Regions from separate parts of the Zea mays genome. Here all the other regions are linked to region 1. The links are chromatin contacts, called in public Hi-C maps. All regions are on one chromosome and are shown on one strand. Each heading gives the region's core, a stretch centred on a gene start, on an enhancer-like site or on the middle of the called end of the contact. The rest is flanking DNA. Distances are from core to core; before and after follow the strand shown. Region 1 holds the start of LOC100193737. Region 2 holds the start of LOC100281168 (NADP-dependent oxidoreductase P2). Region 3 holds the start of LOC100383542.

Region 1 (2,700 bases), core at 152-2,651:
AATTTTAATATATAAATGGAATAATTTAGATTAAGAAAACTTCGTGCGGCGGGTATGAGTATGCGAGGAACGTGGAAGAAGGGTGGTTCCCCGTCCCGCGAACCTAGGGATGTTCCTAAAACATCCGAATTGTATCACAAATCTAATATTTTAGCATAGATATATATAAAATTTAAAGTTAATTTTCGGCAATGTTATTAAAAATATTATGAAGTATTTAAATAAATTTTTGTATAAATTTTTATGTACATTATTTTCTCGCTACAACAAAAAAGTGAAAAAACATCCGAATCCGTATTCGGATAGACATCCGAATTTTATATGAATTATTTAAAAAGATATAGAATGAATTTAATGTTTATTTTTTGTGAAGATTAATAGTCTCAATGCTAAAAACAAGAATATAAATTTACATAGCAAATTCTATATGTTAGTTGTTCACAATCGAAGAAAGAAGACTAAAAAAATGACATCCGAATAAATATCCGGATCCATCCGTACGCGAACCCAACGACGGGGACAAAGTTTTTCCCATTTCGATCTCCGTGGAACTTACTCACATCCCCGTCCCCTGATAGAGGAATTCCTCGCAGAGAATCGAGGATCGGAACCCCATTGCCATCTCTAGCCGCGACGATGGTTCACAGTCTACAATGATAGCGAGAATCGAGCTTAACCGCGAGCTATTTTGTGGGATTGTATGGTTTTGTGAGGCGCCACTGAAAAAACGTGGGTCCAAATGTGTGCTAAGACCGTCTTCAGCAGATTCTCTATCCCATTTCCTATCTCATATATTATTTTAAACTTCACTCTTCAAACAGTTTCAAACACTCGGTGTCACGTTCCCTATTTTACACGATTCATTAAAGACAACCTAAAGACATTTCAACCAAGATATTATGTTGCGGTTCTTTAAACACTAGATACATCTAATTTTTTTTTCATACAACTTAATGTATCTGAGTCGTGTATCTTATTCAATAGAAACCCTCAAGATACATCTCATTTATGTGTTGAACTGTTGATAGGTAAAACCATATCTAGATTTAAAGAATCGTACTATAGTTATGTTTTATTTTGTTTTACCTTATAATTTTTTATTTGTTTTATTCTCTTGATACTTTTTAAGATACAAATACTTTATGTGGGTGGGTTGTACATGTCTAAAAACAGGAGGATATGGATATGGCTTTCTAAAAAGAGAACGAAAAAAAGAAACAAGAGGATATGGCCGAGACTGTGGCCCAGGTCGCGGTCACGTGAAGTCGTGAAGACCCATTGGCTCCCCATGGCCATGAGGCCCACAGCCAGTGACTTATACCAAAGCAACACCGGTAAAGCTTTGCTACTAGTCTACTACTACTACCAACATTCCGCCATCGTCTTCTCCAGCCGGCGAGGCCGTTCCAATCCATTCCCCCGGTTCTCATTCCCATCCCCGCCTCCTATTCTCCTCGCTCGCGCTGACGCGCTCCCACACGCACCCGGCACCCCCCGCTGTGCCGCCACACCAACACCAACACCGCACTCCACCGCCACAGTCCCCGCCCCCGCGTCGCTGTCGTCCGTCATCGGTGCCGTCGCTTCCCCAGCACGGTACCCCTAGCGCCAGCGCACGCTATAAGGCACCGCGGCCTAGCCATGGCGCCCGCACCGGCATCGCTCTCCGCGCCCAACGCCCTCTCCCTGCCCGCGCCCGCTAGAGTCACCTCCGGGAGGTGGAACAGGAGCCTGTCTGTTTCCGCCGCTGCGCGGTCCGTGACCCGGGTGGTGTCTGTCGCGTCCGCGGCAGCGGTTACGGCGCAGAGGAGGTTGGTCGCCGCGGCAGCGGCCACGGAGATGGCGCCCACGGCGAGCGGGGAGGATGGGAGCAAGCCCTTCGTGGAGGAGATGCGGGAGGTCGCGATGAAGCTGCACACCAAGGACCAGGCCCGCGAGGGGGAGAAGGAGCCTCAGGCGCCCCCCGTCGCCAAGTGGGAGCCCTCCGTCGAGGGCTACCTCCGATTCCTCGTCGACAGCAAGCTCGTCTTCCAGACGCTCGAGGCCATCGTCGAGCGCTCCGCTGTCCCGTGGTGTGAGTGTTCCGCTTTACTTTCCCTTCCCTGTTTGTCTTGGTCGGTGGAAAGGATGCGGCTCTTGCTTTCGCTTCACTGTTTGTTTCGATTGGTGGATGGCGCCCGTTCTGCTTCGTGCGCCTCTATTGAATCGATGAAATTTGATTGGTTCGGGGCCACAAAAAATACGGCTTCTCTATTTTTTTCATTTTTAATATAAAAAGATTGCAATAGCCTATCGATTCGTAATAAATCCATTTTCTATGCATTACAAGTAAACAATAATCACGGTGAAATTAAATTTCGTTACAACTTCTTTTATAAAACTGAAGGTGCAATTGGGTAGCAGTGGCTGCGTAGCTTCACTAAGGGATGGAGCTGTACTATTTTGGGTGGTTTCGCTTCTGTTCAGCTGTGAATTTGAGCGACGGATAAAAGTTAGGTCCAACCATACACATCATAGGTAGAGAATGACTTTTAAGCACATGGACATGGATGGTTGCGCATTCTTGCAAGGAAGAAGTTAGCCATGCTTCAACTCAACTATAATGAAGTGTTGCTTTCTCCCTTTTCTAAAGATTGTGTTGCTTTGTGGTAGATCAGCAAATGTTTGATAAGTGTAGAGAGCTTCACTTGGAAATTATTC
Region 2 (2,700 bases), core at 117-2,616, 140 kb after region 1:
TTATGATCATTTTGTATATCCCCTACGATACGTTGCATCTGCTCTTGTTGTTCGTCTATGTAAGCTTTAAGAGATTGTAGTTCATTGGTGCTACTCACATTGGGGGTATTCGTAGTAGGTCGGAGTGAAGCTAGATCTGTCGCCCGTTGCCGAACGACTTTGTTGTTCCTGTCCATCTTGAAGTCGGCCAGGAATTTCGCCTTTGCTTCCTGGATCAGCTGCTCCTGACGCTCCTCGAATAGGAGCTATTCTTCAGTCGGCAAGGTTTCCCATGTCGGCTTGATGATATTACTGGTGGAAACTTCAGAGTTATCCTTTGAACCGGTCTTTGAGGGCCGATCTTGATAGGTCTGTATGAAATCGTCCCCAGCGGAGTCGCTAAAAGTATGTTGGTGCCTTTTACGGGCGCCAATCACTCAACACGAACCGTGGTGGTGCTCTCTGCACAGGGGCGGACGGTCCGCGGCCAGGGGCCGGACGGTCTGCGACCTGGCGTAGGGCTAGAGTTTCTTGCCTGACGGTCGGACGGTCCGCGCGTGCGCAGGGGGCGGCGAAGGTCGCCGACGGCGCCTGGAAAAGTATGTTGGTGCCTTTTTCGGGCGCCAATCACTCAACATGAACAGTGGCGGTGCTCTCTGTACAGGTGCGGACGGTCTGCGACCTGGCGCAGGGCTAGGGTTTCCTGCCTGACGGCCGGACGGTCCGCGCCCTGGGGCCGGACGGTCCGCGCCATGGGGCCGGAAGGTCCACGCGTGCGCAGGGGGGCGACAAAGGTCGCCGACGGCACCTGGATCTCGCTCCCGGGAGGGACCCCGTCGGGGAGGAGAGATCCTAGGTGATGTCTAGGCTCGGGCAGACCGACCTAGACTCATCTAATCGACGTAGAGTCGAAAAGAAGCGGAGAATTTGGGGATTGAGAGGCTAAACTAGAACTAGACTAGAACTACTTCTAATTGTACAGGAAATAAATGCGAGATAAAAATGTTATTGATTCGATTGATTATTACAAATCGGTCGTATACCTCTGTATTTATAGAGGGGGGCTGGACCCTTTACAAACTAATCTTTCGAGCTAATTTCGCGAATTTAGCTAACAACCGTAGCACAAAACTCGGAACCCTAATCTGCTCTGCACACGCGCGAACCGTCCGCACCACCAGTGTGGGCCATCCGGCCAAGGGGCCGAATCGTCCGGTCCTCATTTTGGTTCTCAACACGTGTGACATGGTGGTCGATAGAGACTCTGTCGCTAGTCAGTACATACAATACCAAAGACGTGGTGACAAAACTGAGAGCAGCATGCCAGCATCTACGCCGGAAGCCATCCCACGGTATCTAACCTCGCACCGTCTTGTTCAGCTGCTCAAGCTCGTAGGATACAACGGCAACGGGTGACGTCCGTGTATTTTAGGACGCATCCGCTAGTGTCGTCCCTCCCAGCATCCGCATCCGCGTGACACAATTGTTCACTTGTTCTTGGTTTCGGTCTTACAGACCGTCACCGGCAGGCAGCAGCCTTGGCGGGTTGGTCTTGTGTCATTGTTTCCTGGCTGCCATCAATGGAGGTGGTGAACAGGTACGTCGCCACCCGGCACCACATCGAGGGCGCCCCGACGGAGGCCGATTTTGAGGTGAAGGAGGAGATGGCGAGGTGGGCGCCGGACTCCGGCGAGGTGCTCGTCAGGAACCTGTACCTGTCCATCGACCCGTACCAGCTCAACCGCATGAAGCGGAGCAGCGTGACGCACCTCGCCGTCGAAGGCATCCTGCCCGGCCAGGTAAGCAACCAGCTTAAAGGCGGCGAATCTCCAGTCTCCCTCCCGCTTTGTTCTCCATCACTCCATGCGTGTACCGTGCGCATGCCTGACGTGAAAAAAGGCTGCTTCTACTCTATTATCTCCGTCTCCGTCCGTGAAGAGGATCACTACGTACGCGGCCGGCGAGGTAGTGGCGTCGGCGTGTGAGGAGTACAAGGCGGGCGACAAGGTGGCCGGCGTGCTCGGGTGGGAAGACTACACGCTGTTCAAGCCGTCCCCGGCCGTGGTCATGTCCAAGGTCGCCGACGACGCCGCGGGCTTCCCCCTGTCCCACCACATCAATGTGCTGGGCACCAGCGGCATGACCGCATACGGTGGCTTCTTCGAGGTGTGCAAGCCGGTGAAGGGGGAGAAGGTGTTCGTGTCGGCGGCGTCGGGCTCCGTCGGCAGCCTCGTCGGCCAGTTCGCCAAGCTCGCCGGCTGCTACGTCGTCGGGTGCGCCGGGACCGCAGCCAAGGTATGCCGCCCTCCACTCCAACAACTCCAGGTCTCCAGCACGCCACAGTGGTTTTGTGGTGCCCTGAGGTACACGTGTTAGCCAAATGGTCTCGCAAATGGGAATGGCCCAGTGGCCCAGGTTTTCGAAAAGCAGGAGCGAGCCATCGTTCAATCTTATCAACTCATACGCTAGAATTGTTCAGGTCTTAATGGTCCGGTGCGCCGAAACTGAATCAGCTGGTTAATGAATCCACAGGTTGATCTGCTCAAAGGCAAGCTGGGATTCGACGATGCTTTCAACTACAAAGAGGAACCTGACCTGAAATCGGCGCTGAAGAGGTCGGTGCCGCGCCGCCGGTCACTCACCTCACCTGAACCATCTGCTGCGCATGCAGATGCAGGGCTGACAGAAACGAAACATGCATTATTTTGGCTGGCAGGTACT
Region 3 (2,700 bases), core at 40-2,539, 240 kb after region 1:
CGTCCACTCTTACGCAGACTTGGATCCCGGTTAGAGAACATAACCCGGATGTACTTTCCGATCAATGGGGTAAAATTCAAAGCTTCTAGCGCACGAGTAGCTGCAAGTGACGATAATCCAAGTTACAATAAACTTAGTTTAAGATATATTGGTCAATATAATTCTATATATGCTTTTAATCAGAACTGAATAAATATAAATAAATAAATCACATAAATTGATAATTAAATTTTAACATTTTCTCCACCAAGAAGAGATAGTCTATAACTCGCTCTAGCATAAACTGCTGCCAACAACACCAAGTTCTAATAAGCAATATATATATATATATATTCTAATTGTCATCTAGGGTGAAGCTTCATCTAGTCGGTGATAATCAATTACTAATGAACGATCTTCGGTTACGGAAGATCGTTTGATAATAATCGATTAGTACTGATTGGGTGATAAACCGAGTAACCGACTGGATGAAGGTTAACCTAGATGACAAACCGCCTGGATGAAGGTTCACCCTAGGTGACAAACAGAAAGGATGACTTCACTCTATGTGACTATGTGGCAAGGGATGACTTCACCCTATGTAACAAATAGATAGAGTGAGTTCACCCTATGTGACAAATATAAATGATCTTCGGTAATAATCAATTGTTACCGACTGGATGATAGATCAAACATAGAAACCACAAGATTTATCACGTCAACCTCTCCAATCTGACAACATAAATCCAGGAAAAAAACAGAAAAGGAAACGAATTATTGAGAAAACGCATTGTATATATTATGATATATGCCATAACGTGGAACTCGATCGAGACTAACCTGAGGAAGATTAAGATCATATACATTATAGTAACTGACTAGAGGCGAGCACATGCATGGAGAAACTCACCTTCCTGGCGCGAGTAAAAATTTACGTAACCATATCCAAGCGAGACGCCGCTTAGGATGTCCCGGCAGACGCGCACCGTCGCGACGGGCGCGACCTGGCTGAAGAGCGCGTGGAGCTGCGGCTCGTCTACGGTCTCAGCCAGGTCACCCACGTACAGGGACGCCATCGAGCCGAGCGGCGGCAGTACCGCCGCCGGAGTCCCCTCAGCCACGGGGACTACCTCCGCCGCGATCGGAGCCGAGGGCGTCGTCGAGGGGCTCGCCATTGCGATATGAGCGGCAAAATAGGTTAGGGTTTTCGGTGTCTCGACGGTTGCGGGCGCGCCGATCCGGCGATCCCTCTCGTCGGCTCCCTCTAGTCTCCTCGACTTGCCTTTCGGAATTCCCTTTGCCTCAGATTGTTTCCTTTTTATTTGTTTTTTTCCTTTCATAAACCTGCCGCCTCGATTGCCCTTATATAGGGTTTCCACAGAAACGCGCGGCGGCGCAGGTGCAGAGCCGGGCGCGAGGCCGAGTCCGCGTGTGTGATCAGGACTGGGAGCGGGCCCACGCGGCAGAGCGCAACGTCGTCGCGAGCTGTGTATTGTCCGGCGGGCTTGTATTGGCCCACTCGGGGTTTGTTTGTCACGTTGTTAATATATATTGATATAGATTAAATGGGATTGAGTCGATTTAAATTTATAGTAAATTAAAATATATTTTAATTCTACTTAATCGACTTCAATTTATATGGAATGACAATAACCAAATAAGGTCTAAGAGTTGTTCAGCAGGACACACGACATTCACATCTTTGTGGCGGAATTTTTTGGATGTACTATCTGATTTTTTTATTTTAACTATTTTTCTTAAAAATTTTACGTCTAGTCTCCTCTAATCTCATATTTGGATCCTTTTCTCGGTGCCACAACGGTGTGTGACTATGACGTCGAAGTGGGACGTCAAGGATTGCTCGACACCACAACCACGCCTTATGACGCCGAGGCACTTGTGCTTACGTGGCGTATACCTCGGCGCCAAAGGTCCTGAAGCTGAACTAGACACAAAGAATAAATTTGAGCGACTCACATAAATCATTACATGAATAAATTAATTACATATAACATCATTAATTTAGCACGACTCTTGTTTCATGATTTTTAATTGAACATGATACTTAGGCTATTACAGTGTCAGTTTAAAAAATAGCAAGACATGAAGCTCAAATATTTGTTGCCATGATATATTAGGAATTCTTTAGACTTATATATTTTTTAAGTTTTTTTTCTAGAATACGCACAAATGACACTCATTCATGGTTTATGTGTATCTATATAAGGCAATTGTCCCATTTTAATATGATGTAACACAACATACCTACCATCCCACACACATTTGATAGCATGTCGATTGCGCTATATAATTTTTATTTATTTAGTGTATTAATTTTACTATTAGAGAAGTTTCACGACTAGAAATAATTAACGATTTTCCACGTCCTTCTATCGTTATATTGATCGATATATATGCGCACATATATTTTTGTATATTTAGATTGATTCATACGCGCACATATTAAAAACCTTAAAATCGGAGCTATGCTAAATTAGTGATGCTATATATAATTAATTTATTAATGTATTGCTACATCTAAGTCGTTCAAATTAATTTTTGGCGTCTATCTCGACATCATGGATCTTGGCGTCGAGCTCGGCGTTAGAATAATGGTGATGAGATAGGCGTTATAAGTCACAACGCCAAGCCATATTACCTCGGCGATGTGACTTGTGACGTCGAGGATAAGGTTTAAAAATGAGATTATGTCGCACAGGG

The links. A called contact is a pair of places that touch in the nucleus more often than the background predicts.
Region 2: a contact with region 1 is called in a Hi-C map of leaf, with 3 times the contacts expected there. The contact joins the promoter of LOC100281168 here to the promoter of LOC100193737 in region 1. A contact is called at or near these places in 5 of 25 Hi-C or Micro-C datasets (bundle sheath, ear, leaf and 1 more).
Region 3: a contact with region 1 is called in a Hi-C map of ear, with 1.9 times the contacts expected there. The contact joins the promoter of LOC100383542 here to the promoter of LOC100193737 in region 1. A contact is called at or near these places in 4 of 25 Hi-C or Micro-C datasets (bundle sheath, ear, endosperm and 1 more).

The regions. Positions count from the first base shown.
Region 1 is chr9:94,270,149-94,272,848 of Zm-B73-REFERENCE-NAM-5.0, reverse strand. It overlaps LOC100193737, which reads left to right and starts at 1,401. Exons shown (of 4, transcript NM_001138825.2): 1 at 1,401-2,074. The coding sequence starts at 1,642.
Region 2 is chr9:94,133,208-94,135,907 of Zm-B73-REFERENCE-NAM-5.0, reverse strand. LOC100281168 (NADP-dependent oxidoreductase P2) reads left to right here and starts at 1,366. Exons shown (of 4, transcript NM_001154087.1): 1 at 1,366-1,778; 2 at 1,918-2,274; 3 at 2,512-2,594; 4 at 2,696-2,700. The coding sequence starts at 1,560.
Region 3 is chr9:94,031,759-94,034,458 of Zm-B73-REFERENCE-NAM-5.0, reverse strand. It overlaps LOC100383542, which reads right to left and starts at 1,289. Exons shown (of 7, transcript NM_001362089.1): 1 at 890-1,289; 2 at 1-100. The coding sequence starts at 1,154.